Regions from separate parts of the Drosophila melanogaster genome. Here region 1 is linked to region 2. A link is a contact called in public Hi-C data. All regions are on one chromosome and are shown on one strand. The core of a region is the stretch at or near the end of the contact, and the rest is flanking DNA. Distances in the headings are between cores, read along the strand shown.

Evidence for each region. A called contact is a pair of places that touch in the nucleus more often than the background predicts.
Region 1: a contact with region 2 is called in a Hi-C map of the Kc167 cell line, with 1.7 times the contacts expected there. The contact joins the promoter of Msh6 here to the promoter of Zip71B in region 2. A contact is called at or near these places in 3 of 107 Hi-C or Micro-C datasets (the Kc167 cell line, larval brain and wing imaginal disc).

The regions. Positions count from the first base shown.
Region 1 is chr3L:15,157,273-15,159,972 of dm6, forward strand. Msh6 reads right to left here and starts at 1,290. Exons shown (of 5, transcript NM_140498.2): 1 at 214-1,290; 2 at 1-155. The coding sequence starts at 1,215. It overlaps Prp31 (Pre-mRNA processing factor 31), which reads left to right and starts at 1,828. Exons shown (of 4, transcript NM_140499.3): 1 at 1,828-1,996; 2 at 2,053-2,504; 3 at 2,567-2,700. The coding sequence starts at 1,898.
Region 2 is chr3L:14,990,868-14,993,601 of dm6, forward strand. It overlaps Zip71B (Zinc/iron regulated transporter-related protein 71B), which reads left to right and starts at 1,422. Exons shown (of 4, transcript NM_001316435.1): 1 at 1,422-1,748. The coding sequence starts at 1,605. mnd (minidiscs) reads left to right here. Exons shown (of 5, transcript NM_168601.3): 5 at 1-800. The coding sequence ends at 349.

The DNA of each region.
Region 1 (2,700 bases), core at 40-2,539, 170 kb after region 2:
GGCCCGATCTTGCACTGTGAGCCAAAGACCTGGGTGCCACGATTGGTGATCTGGCAGATCTCGCGGGCCACCACTTTGTCGAACTTGGTGGCCTTGATCCGCTTGCAGCGCTCAGTCATCATATCTGGAGTTTCCGTTTGCTCAACGCGAGCCACCTAAAGAAAAACTTGTATTAGTTTTACTGGGAAAAGGAGCTATCCTTGGACAAATTACCTTGAAGCCCCTGTCTACGAGAATGGTGGACATCTTGTCGAAGGATATCTCCGGGAAACCGGAGTGAGCAAACTCGCCGCGCATGTAAGTGAAGCCCAGCTCGTTGACGCCCACATCCGCATCCATGTGATACAGTTCATAGAACTTGCCGACTTTAAAAAACAAGACGCAGTCATAGTTGTCCGACTTAAGGACCCACCACTGTCGAACTCCCGGCGACAGGCCATTGAGGAACTTCTCCGGCACATGCAAGGTGCTCTTATCGTAGTCCGGATGATCTGGACGTCTTCCCTCCTTGTCCTTGATCTTGTCCGGTTGCAGGAACTCTAGTTTCTGGTGCGGCCAAACAACGGGCTCATCCAGATTGGACGTGTTGGTCACGATATCATCGTAGGAAGCATCCTGCTTGGCATTGCTCTGCAGGTTCTTCAGCTTTTCTTGAAAGGTTGCACCCTCGGCCAACTGGATGGTCGACTCTAGCTTGACCTTCTTGCTCGATGGCTCATTGTTATTGTTGTTATTCAGAATCTTAGACTTTTTGCGCGATTTCTTGGGTGTCGGACTGTCCACGGACATGTCGTTCTCGCTAGGCGACACCTCCTCCGCGCCGCTGCTAACGCTATCATCGCTGGCTTCATTCTCATCCGGTTCGTAGTCGGAGGCGCAATCGGAGAAGTCGTCCTCCGACTTGGTTACCTCCATTTCCGGCTCACTGTCCGATTCCGGCTGAACGATGCGCTTCCGCTTGCGTTGACCACTGGCCGGCTCATCGTCGGAAATGGGCAACTTCCTCTTGGCCGCCGGCTTGGAAGCCTCTTTCTTACCATCCTTCACTTTTGGCTGCTGGTTCTGGAGATTCTCCTTTTCGCTCTTGGATGCATCGGGATCTGTTTTCACGCTAGGAGTCAATTTCTTTTTGTCGAAAGCTGGCGACTTGGAAAAGTAATTTAGTAGCGTGTTTGTGGGCGTCCCGCCCACGCTGGTGTTTAACTTCTTGGACATGACAATGGCCTAGAAACGTCTGCCAGGTTACTCAAAAAACCAGGATGCAGACGCTGCGATTGTGCGCCAAAACCAAAAAATATTCTGTCAAATTGTGGCTTAATAATACCGAAATAGTAGCTTGACTATTTAGTATATTTAGGGAACTCGTGCCCGTTGGAATTTTCGAATACCACTGAGGAGATTTTATTTTTTCGTTACAATTTGATGCTTCTTATATAATAAGTCATTTTTTTTCATTTTTGATCTGTGTTTATCTAGGCTTTGTTGTCCCAAAATAAATAAAGAGTGATAGTTAAGAATTAAGCAAAACAATTGATAGCCATACCTATATTTTCATCAACCTTATATTTTCAACCATATTTTCAATTCCTTTACTTTTAGATACAGAATTCTAATTAAGCAGGAAAATCGAAACTTTCCAGAATAATAACAAGAGTTATGATATTGGATCGTTCTGTTCATGAAATGTTTATTGAATTTGGTCAAATTGATCAATTAAAATCCAGTGGAATAGCCTTATGGTATTCTTTAAATGAATACCCTATATATTTCATGCTAATACTTAGTATTTTTTCAATGAACCGCATGGTATTCTAAGGCGGCTGAGCAACGGTCACTTCAATTCCAAAACAAACTTAATTTCACGAGATCGCAAAATAAACTTTTGAAATAAGCCAAAATGTCGCTAGCCGATGAGCTTTTAGCCGATCTCGAGGAAGACAATGACAATGAGCTGGAGGAGGAGGATTCGGAGATGGCCAGTGCAGAGGACGAGAGCGTAAGGAACCAAAGCAAATGTTGATCAGACCTAATGATTCCCCTCCCACAAAACAGTTGCTGGCGGAGAAGCTGGCTAAGCCGGCTCCCAATCTGATGGACGTGGATGTAACCGTGCAGTCGGTGCGGGAACTGTGCAAGCTGCGCGACTCTGAGCGCCTGAAGAACACGCTGCAGCAGATCGAGCACTATGCCAGTCGCCAGAGAACTGCAGCCGAAATGCTGGGATCCGTAGAATCCGATCCAGAGTACTGCCTCATCGTGGACGCTAATGCCATAGCTGTGGACATTGACAACGAGATCTCCATTGTGCACAAGTTCACCAAGGAGAAGTATCAGAAGCGATTCCCCGAATTGGACTCCCTGATCGTGGGTGAAATCGAGTACTTGCTGGCGGTCAAGGAGCTGGGCAACGACCTGGACCAGGTCAAAAATAACGAGAAGCTGCAGGCTATTCTCACGCAGGCCACCATTATGATTGTGTCAGTCACGGCGTCCACCACACAGGGGTAAGTTATTTGAACGGTGTAACCCAAAATAACATGTCACTGAATCCCATTCCCTTTCGCAGAACCATGCTGACACCGGCGGAGAAGGCAAAGATCGACGAGGCCTGCGAAATGGCCATCGAACTGAATAACTTCAAGTCCAAGATCTACGAGTATGTGGAAAGTCGCATGACCTTCATAGCCCCAAATCTTTCCA
Region 2 (2,734 bases), core at 172-2,671:
CTACGTACTAATCAACTACGTCAGCTACGTGGAGGCGTTGTTCACGCTGATCTCGGTATCCGGACTGCTGTGGATGCGCTACAAGCAACCCAAGACGGAGCGACCCATCAAGGTCAACTTGGCGCTGCCCATCATCTATCTGATCGTCTGCCTGTTCCTGGTCATCTTCTCTTGCACGCAGACGCCATATGTGGTAGGAATCGGGACGATCATTATACTGTCTGGAATTCCGGTCTACTACCTGACCATCCACAAACCGGTCAAATGGCTGGCGGACACTTCGCAGGCGATCAACCTGTGGTGCTCCAAATTCTTCATCTGTATGCCCAACCAGGAGAAGTTCGACTAGGACTGCAGGACTCTACGACTTTGGGAAGAGAGGGCCTTTTGTGGATGTATCGATCAACGCAACTATAGAAGGGAATATCTTGTAGTTAGGATAAGTCTCAATTTACCCCTAAGATAGGTTAGCAACGCGAAATTTTGAAAACCTACGCACAACATTACAAAAGTGTTATTGTAAATAACTCAAATGCATTCTGGTAGGGAAGTCCCTGCTTCAATTAATATTATTTGTTAGTCGTACTTTTAATGTATATTTCAAACCCAAAAAAAATGAGTTCCTCGTCGAAAGCAGAAGTACGCCTGTTATACAAAATGCGAACCAATTTTTACATATTATACAAGTAATTAGGAGCTTATTCAGTAAGTAATAATTATTATTGATGCAACTTTTTGCGAAATGTAAAAAATCGAATTTGTTTTGTATAAGAAAGTTAATAATAAACACATTAAACTTTAATCTTATTACTTTTTGTGAAGTGGGCGGAAATTGGCATTTTAAAGGTAAAAAAGTAACTTATATCATTTCGCATGGTATCTATTTAAAGTATCATAATTATCTACCACAATATTTATTAATTTTTTTAAATATTTTCATTTTCTAGTTATTTTTCCTACTCCAGCGAGTTCTAAAACTCACTACTTGATGAAAGCGCCTTTACAACGCCTTTAGGTATGCAATCTTTTTCTTCATAGTTACAATCTACCGGATAGTTTTTAGTATAAAGTATTGTTGCTTAATAATAACATTTAGCCAGATTCTTAAGATTATGAAAGGAAAGTGTAAAACTTTAGTATTTTCAATTTAAAGGCTGAGTACACTATTTAATGTGAGTTTAGCCGATGAACAGGTTAATCGACTTTATTAATTTTTGGCGCTCAAATTTGATGGTCCGGCGAAAGCTTTTCCAAAGCTCAATCCAAATGACAGTTAAGTTTGTAGCGAGTGCGCAGAGCGATGAGTTGCCCGCCCAGTGGGCGAAGGAGAGAGGGAGAAAGGAGAACGCGCCGACGCTCGTCGAACCGAAAGTCGTATAAAACGTTGCGTGGGCGAAACTGTCATTTCAAAAGACCGTTGAACGGGATCGGTAGTTGGCTGCAGTGTTACGGATCGCACGCGTCTGTAAAAACTCGAAAAAATCCCGGTGAAGCCCCCAGTGAAATGACGAGTGACCAGTAGATAACCGGGTTCAATAAAACGAATAGAATAAAACGAAAAGAGAAATACTATCTACCACCACCTGAGTGTTCAGTCCATTACGATGGCCCAAAAGCAGGTGCTAGTCTTAAACCTATTTTGCCTGGGCTCACTATTTTTCAAAACAGTGCCAGCTTCCACGGAATACAACAAATACGTGGCGCAGATATTTCAAAAATACGGCAACGGCGGGACAATCAACTTTGAGGTAATAACCAATAAACCATCGAACTAGCCTTGTAAACACACACAAGAGCGTAATTTGAGCACAGGTAAACACAGGTAAACAAAGTCGGACACGGGACAAAGCTTTTGCGGTTAGCGTTATGGCAAAAAATTAGTGAGTTTGTGTCTTCTTTTTTTTCTCTCGTTTTTGTCATTTTTGGGCCAGCAACAAAAACAATGTGTGGGAGGGGGGGGGGTGTTCTCATATGATTACGAGTTAATCAAATATTTGGGCATTGTGAAAGTGAAACAATTGTGTTCTGGCCAACTCGGCTTGATCGGGCAACCAAAACACTCTCAACAGCGATTATCGCGTCACTTTTAAAAGGTTGTAATCTTTATATGCGCGCAGCAATTTTATAACACAGTGGGCAGACAGCAGGCACTTCGTATGATACAAAACGTAGACTTTATTGCTGGCATTATCATAAATTTAATCAAAATCCAGACTAACGAGCAGCACAGGCACAGTGAGATGTACAGTACGAGACTTGAGCATCAACACGACGAACAACACCCACCCCCCGCCCAAGACATCCTTCTATATCCACGTCGGAGATTACGAGATGATAAGCCCGATAAGACTGCTTGCTCCTCCTCCTAATGGGCGCACACTGGATGCCCGATAAACCAAAGATACAAAAGCAACCGCAACTTTCGCAACGCGATCGTTATGCTTATGGACTCCAAAGCTATAGTCCGTCCGATTCCGAACAATCGGAGCCAATTGACATTACTCATGCGTATGGGCTACGCAATACGGTGTGTCCATTTGAATGGCAAGCCGCTACTAAAAATGTTTTTACTTTTTACGCACTCGGCATACTAACATTAAGGGTTGGATGCCCGATGCCCCATGTCTCATGTCCCATGCCCACCCAACCGTCTCGTATTCTATCATCATTCTAATATTCCAAATTTGATTACATATAGCACACTTGGCACACAAACAAATCTCAGCTGAATGAA